Regions from separate parts of the Sus scrofa genome. Here region 1 is linked to region 2. A link is a contact called in public Hi-C data. All regions are on one chromosome and are shown on one strand. The core of a region is the stretch at or near the end of the contact, and the rest is flanking DNA. Distances in the headings are between cores, read along the strand shown.

The links. Hi-C and Micro-C count contacts between places; a contact is called where the count stands out from the background.
Region 1: a contact with region 2 is called in a Hi-C map of liver, with 8 times the contacts expected there. The contact joins two enhancer-like sites. A contact is called at or near these places in 1 of 5 promoter capture datasets (fetal skeletal muscle) and 2 of 47 Hi-C or Micro-C datasets (liver and skeletal muscle).

What each region holds. Positions count from the first base shown.
Region 1 is chr8:2,106,029-2,108,728 of Sscrofa11.1, reverse strand. It overlaps DOK7 (protein Dok-7), which reads right to left. Exons shown (of 11, transcript XM_021100945.1): 5 at 464-583. Among named protein-coding and RNA genes, the nearest start is that of DOK7, 18 kb to the right of the region's middle. Within about 2 kb of position 1,313, at least 29 of the 83 cell types and tissues checked have an H3K27ac peak or open chromatin away from gene starts, as enhancers often do. A contact at or near this core is called in fetal skeletal muscle, liver and skeletal muscle, where this site is marked.
Region 2 is chr8:1,961,794-1,964,493 of Sscrofa11.1, reverse strand. No RefSeq gene overlaps it. Among named protein-coding and RNA genes, the nearest start is that of RGS12, 8.2 kb to the left of the region's middle. Within about 2 kb of position 1,288, at least 75 of the 83 cell types and tissues checked have an H3K27ac peak or open chromatin away from gene starts, as enhancers often do. A contact at or near this core is called in fetal skeletal muscle, liver and skeletal muscle, where this site is marked.

The DNA.
Region 1 (2,700 bases), core at 64-2,563, 140 kb before region 2:
GAGGAAGTGCCCAGGGAGCCTCCGGGGCCCAGTCTGGCCCTGGCCACAGCCGGGAAGTGGGGAGACCTGCCCCGTTCAGTGCAGCCTTTGCACCCACCCCCCAAGCTGCTGAGACCTCACCTCACAAGGCGGCTTCCAGCCCAAACGCCAGCTCAGACGGCACCAGCCCTGACCCCAGCCCCCTTTCTCAGGGACCTCAGACAAGGCCCCCACCCAGGCCTGGGAGACGGCCAGCTCGGCAGGATCTCCAGGTCCCCGGCCTCTTGCTGGTCAGCCCGGAACAGCTGCAGCGTAACTGTTCCAACGAGAAGCCGAGCCCCAGGGCATCCCCGCTGCTCAGACCGCGTGGAGGGGGCGCAGTGCGGATGTGAGTGGCCGGCCCCCTGGAGCCCCGAGGGGATCCCAGGGCAGGAGGGAGGCAGCCCACCCCCCCCCACCCTGCTGAATGGGTCCCCGCACACACCTGGGAGAAGCGGCCGCAGCCCAAAGGGGCCCCTGGTCGGGGAGATGCCTCGGACGATGCAGTCGAACAGGAAGCTGATCTGCTCACCCTCGGCCGAGGACAGGAAGAAGACCCCAGCCCCTGCGGAGAGGCCAGACCGGGTCAGCCTGGCCAGAGCACAGGGGGCCTGCAGGGTGGGCTCAGGGCCACGGGCCGTGGACGGCCACAGAAGCCAGAGCAAACCCGCGAGTTGTCCCCACACCCGGGCAGTGTCCCCAGAGCACCTCCTGGCCCCTGTCCTGGTGGCTCAGGCCACACGGCGGCTCCCCAGGCCCAGGGGCAGCAGCCCGGCCAGTCCCGGCTACAGGGCAGCAACAGGGCAGCAGAGGAAGTCCTGCCTGCTGGCCCTGGTCAGCCGACTCTCTAGAGAGCTGGGGTGGCTTCTGGAGGACGGGGGTGCGGGGCAGAAGCCCAGAAACTTCACGCTCTTTTGAGGGGTGGGGGCAGAGGGCACAGCCTGGGGAACCACCGCCAGCGGCGCCTGCCCGCCTTCCTCGCAGCCTCTCCTCTCCTCCTGGGCGCGTTTCCGGGGTGTGGGGCTGGGGCCCGGGGCACAGCTAAGGCTGAGGTCCTGCGGTGAGGGGTGAGCTCCCACTCACAGAGGGAAGGCCTGGCTGATCCCAGCCCCGGGGGGCTCGGGCAGAGGGGGCGCCTGGGGCCGGCAGCTGCTGCAAGGGAGCCAGGGCAGAGCAGCCGTGGGGGCCTGCGCTGGGCCGGAGCCCCGCCAGCGTGAATGAAGTCCCCAGGCCGAGTGAATGGGGACAGCAGGTCACGTGGGCTGGACGCCCAGCGTGGTGTCACCGCACAGGAATCCCTCAGCGGCTCGCCCTCTGCCCTTTGCCCAAAGAAAGACAGACGCCCTCTGGGGGAAGGCACAGTGGGGGCAGGGCGGGGGGAGCTGCCTGCACCAAATCCCAGGGACTCGGGCCAGCCCCACACGTGGCGACACCACTGTGCCCGGGCCGGTCACCCAGGGCCCCAACCGGTGACATGCCTGCTTTCAAGATGAGGAAACAGGCCCAGAGAAGCCACGTCCCGACCTCTGACTGGAGCAGGGTGAGGCCCACCCTGGCGCCCACCCGGGGCACCCGCGAGGCCCTCTTGGCCAAGATGCGTCAGCCGAGAACTTGTGCCAGGACCTTGGCCGCCGGTGGGCGGGCGGGAAGGAGGCCCCGTCCTGGCTGCCCAGCTCCCCCAGGGCCAGGCCTCTAATCCCAGCTTACAGGCAGCTGGCAGAGGCCACGGCACAGTCAGTCCTCCAACTATAAAAAACCACGTTTCGGAGGGAGTGGAGCCGGCGGCATTCCACCGGGCGTCTGCCGAGCTGCGCTCCGGGGAGCTGGAGGCCTGGGAGGGAGCATGGCCACCGCCCCGCCGCGTCCCCGGCTCCAGGTGCTCCTGCAGGGACACACGTCTCAGGGGCCTGCCTGAGCCTGGAGACCGAGGGACAAGGGCTCCCAGATCCAGTGCGGACCTCACCCCGACTCAGGCCCTGCTCCGCCCTGCGGCCCCCTCCCGGCCCCCAGCTCCCGAAGCGTGCCCTGACACCTCTCCGCGGGAGTGGCCAACCCCAGCCCACGACACCCCCACCCCTTGGCCACCTGTAACGCCCCTTCTCCTCTCCTGACCCCCGATCCCTGGCTGTTCACCTGGTGATCACTTCAGGGGACCCCACCTCTGAGGCGCACTCTGTCCAAACGACACTGTCACTCAGAAAGTTGGCGCCATCAACTGAGCCCCGTGGGATATTATTTTGCAGCATTTCCTGATAGAGTAAAAGTATCTACTAATTAAAATACCAGTTTTCTCTGCCCTTATTTTGAGAGAAAGAAGAAAAGTTCGGGAGTTCCTGCTGTGGTTCAGTGGTTAAGAACCCAACAGAGTGTCCGTGAGGATGTGGGTTCCACCCCTGGCCTCGCTCAGAGGGTTAAGGAACTGGCACTGCCATGAGCTGTGGTGTAGATGGCAAATGTGGCTCGGATCCTGTGTTGCCGGGACTGTGGTATAGACCTGCAGTTGCGGTTCCGACGCAACCCCTATGCCGGGAACGTGCACATGCCACAGGTGCGGCCCTGAAAAAGACAAAAAGATGAATGAAGCCTGTTCCTTCGAAATGAGGTTTGAAATGTTCCCTGACCACTTCAGACCCACTAAGAAGACGAAATTAAACACAAACTAAAACAAAACAGAAAACAACC
Region 2 (2,700 bases), core at 39-2,538:
CCTGAGGCCCAGGTCCTCTGCAGGGCACCCCGTGCCTATCACCTCTTGGCACAAAGCGAGGCAGGAGGCGTTTGGACGAAACCTCGCACTGTGACAACTGTTTCTAAAGTAAAACTTGAAACACATTCCCCTGCGCGTCGCCCTCTCCCACTACCTGCTCAGGCTCCTGCCGCAGACCAGGGTGGGGTGTCTCCCCGCTCCTCTCCTGGGAAGGGGAGCCACCTCGCTGTCCCTGCCTGCAGGTCCACGACCTTACAAGTGCCCTTCCCATCACGGCACACGGCGACCACGAAAGCAACAGACACTGACCATGTGGCGGGAGACCCACCCACAACCCGGAGGGGCCCGGGGCAGGTCCCATTCCAAGCCCAGTCCAGCAATGGGGAAGCACAGACAGAGTGGTTGCCTGCCCAGGGCTCTGTCTACACCGCACAACCCAGGGCTGCTCTGTCTACACCCACAACTGCAGGTCACTCTGTCTACACCTACACTTTGGGCCACTGTCTACACCCACACTCTAGACCACTCTGCCTACACCCAACAACTCTGGGCCACTGTGTCTACACCCCACAACTCTAGACACTCTGTCTACACCTATACGCTGGACCGCTCGGTCGACACCCCTCAACGCTGGGGCCTCGCTGCGGCACCCCGACACCCTGCGCTGAGCACGGGGCCTGGGACGGGAAGGCGCCTGGCACTGCACCGGAGTTGCTGCAGTTGCTTCCAGAGTTGGGGTCTCTGGAGACGGCCTCTGGCCAAACAATGCGGCCGCCTGCGAGGTCGGACAGGAAACTCGCGAGCCCGGGCGGCTCGGCCCGGACGACGTCCGAGCGGACGCGGTGGGCACGGCGGGCCCGCGCCCTCGGCCGCCAGCGCCCGACCCCGGCGCCGGCCCTCGATCCCGCCCAGGCCCGGGCTGGCCCCGCGGCCGCCCCACGGCCCGGCCTGGAGTTGGGCCCGGGAACAAAAGGCGGGCGAAGGTGGCCGGCGGCCCCGAGCGCGGGACCCCAGGGAGCCGGCCGCCCCAGCACCCTCCGCTCCGCAGGGCGGGGCGGGCCGCGGAGGGCGCGAGCGCGCGCCCGGGGAAGAAAGAAAGTGGAGGCGGGGCGGCCAGCGCCCGGCCCGCAACCTACCGGCCGCTCGCCCTCCGGCCGCGATCCGCTCCGCCCGCGCGCCCAACGGTCGCCGCCGTCGCCGGGGGCCGAGGGGCGGGGCCGAGAGGGGCGGGGCTCTTCGGGGGCGGGGCCGCCTGGTGGGCGGGGCGGAGCTGCAGGACCAGGCCGTGCAAGGGGCGGTACCTCCTGAGAGGACGGGGCGGCCGTGGCGAAGCCGCGGAGGGGGCGCGGCCTCAGGGGAGGGGCTGTGGGCGGGGTCGAGGGAGGAGCGCGCCCTCCGGGAGCAAGGTGGGCGGGGTTGTGGCCTCCAACGTCGAGGGGCGGCCCTTAGGATGGGGCCGGAATGCACGGCCTGTGGAGCCCACTCACGGACGGGAATCCAATGGACAGGACGGGGGCGGCGCTTCCAGGGAGAGTGTTGAAAAAGACGAGGGAAAGAGCTTGCAGGAGGCGGGACAGGAAGAGGGGCGTGGCTGTGAAGTGAAGGGCGGGGTGTGAGGGGGCGGTCTTGAGGGGCGGGACCTCCCGGCTCTGGGGCGGGACTTCCGCTGCCCGCGAGGTGGCTGGTCCCGCTCTGCCTGTTGACGCCCTGGGCCCCCCCAGGCCTGGCTCCCCTCCTGCCTCGGCCTTCCCAGGCCCCCCAGCCCGGGCTCCCTCCCGCGTCCTCCCCGGTCTCCTTTCACGCCCTCCCAAGGGCACTGGTGACCCTTCCTCCGCGCCCCCCTCCTCTTGGGGGACCCCGCCCCTCCTGGGGCAGACTGCGTTCCACCGGGAACCTGGTTTGTTTTTAAGGAAGGGAAGCGGAGGGAAGGGCACAGACACCCCCTACTACGCCAACAGGGTGGAGGGGCCAGGCAGCCGGTGCCCCGGAGGTTCCGAGGGGGCCTGTTCCTCCCCGCCCCCTGTCCAGACACCCAGCCTTGTCCCACACAAGACCGACCAGGGTGGCCTCTCCCCTGCCTCCAGTTCTCCTCTTCCTCAGCAGTCACTACTTTTTTGGAAATTCCAACCGTTTTAGTCACAGTGACCAGCCAGAGTATTTTCAGGAAACAGTCTGCTGGGCATTTATTGTACAAGCCCAGGATCCCAACTAGTCAGGCCTCGACTTTCAGTTAAGCAGCCAGCACCCAAATCTGGCTGGAGTCTACTGGGTGTATATTAAATCATCGTGAAAAATACACCAACCCTCCCTCTTCAAACCCCTCCACCAACGAGGGAAAACCCTAGCATCCTAAGTTATGCTTCACATTCCCTTCGGTTCCCCTTTCCCCTTACACTTGCATTTGCAAATGCGCGTGCGGAGCTGGGAGCTGCTGTGGCGGAGAGTGCTGGCCGCCGGGAGGGCTGCTGTGCTCTGCTGAGCTCTCAGGCTCTGCGGCTCCACAACAGCACAGCCACAGACTGAACGTGCCCCCCTAAATTCACACCTCGAAGCCTATTCCCCTTTGGGACGGTATTTGGAGGTGACACGGCCATGAGAGGCACCGAGTGCCCTGTAAGAGAGTGTAAGAGAGACCCCAGAAAGTTCCCTCACCCCTTGGACCCCTTGAGAACACGACCAGAGGCTGAGTCGGTGAACCAG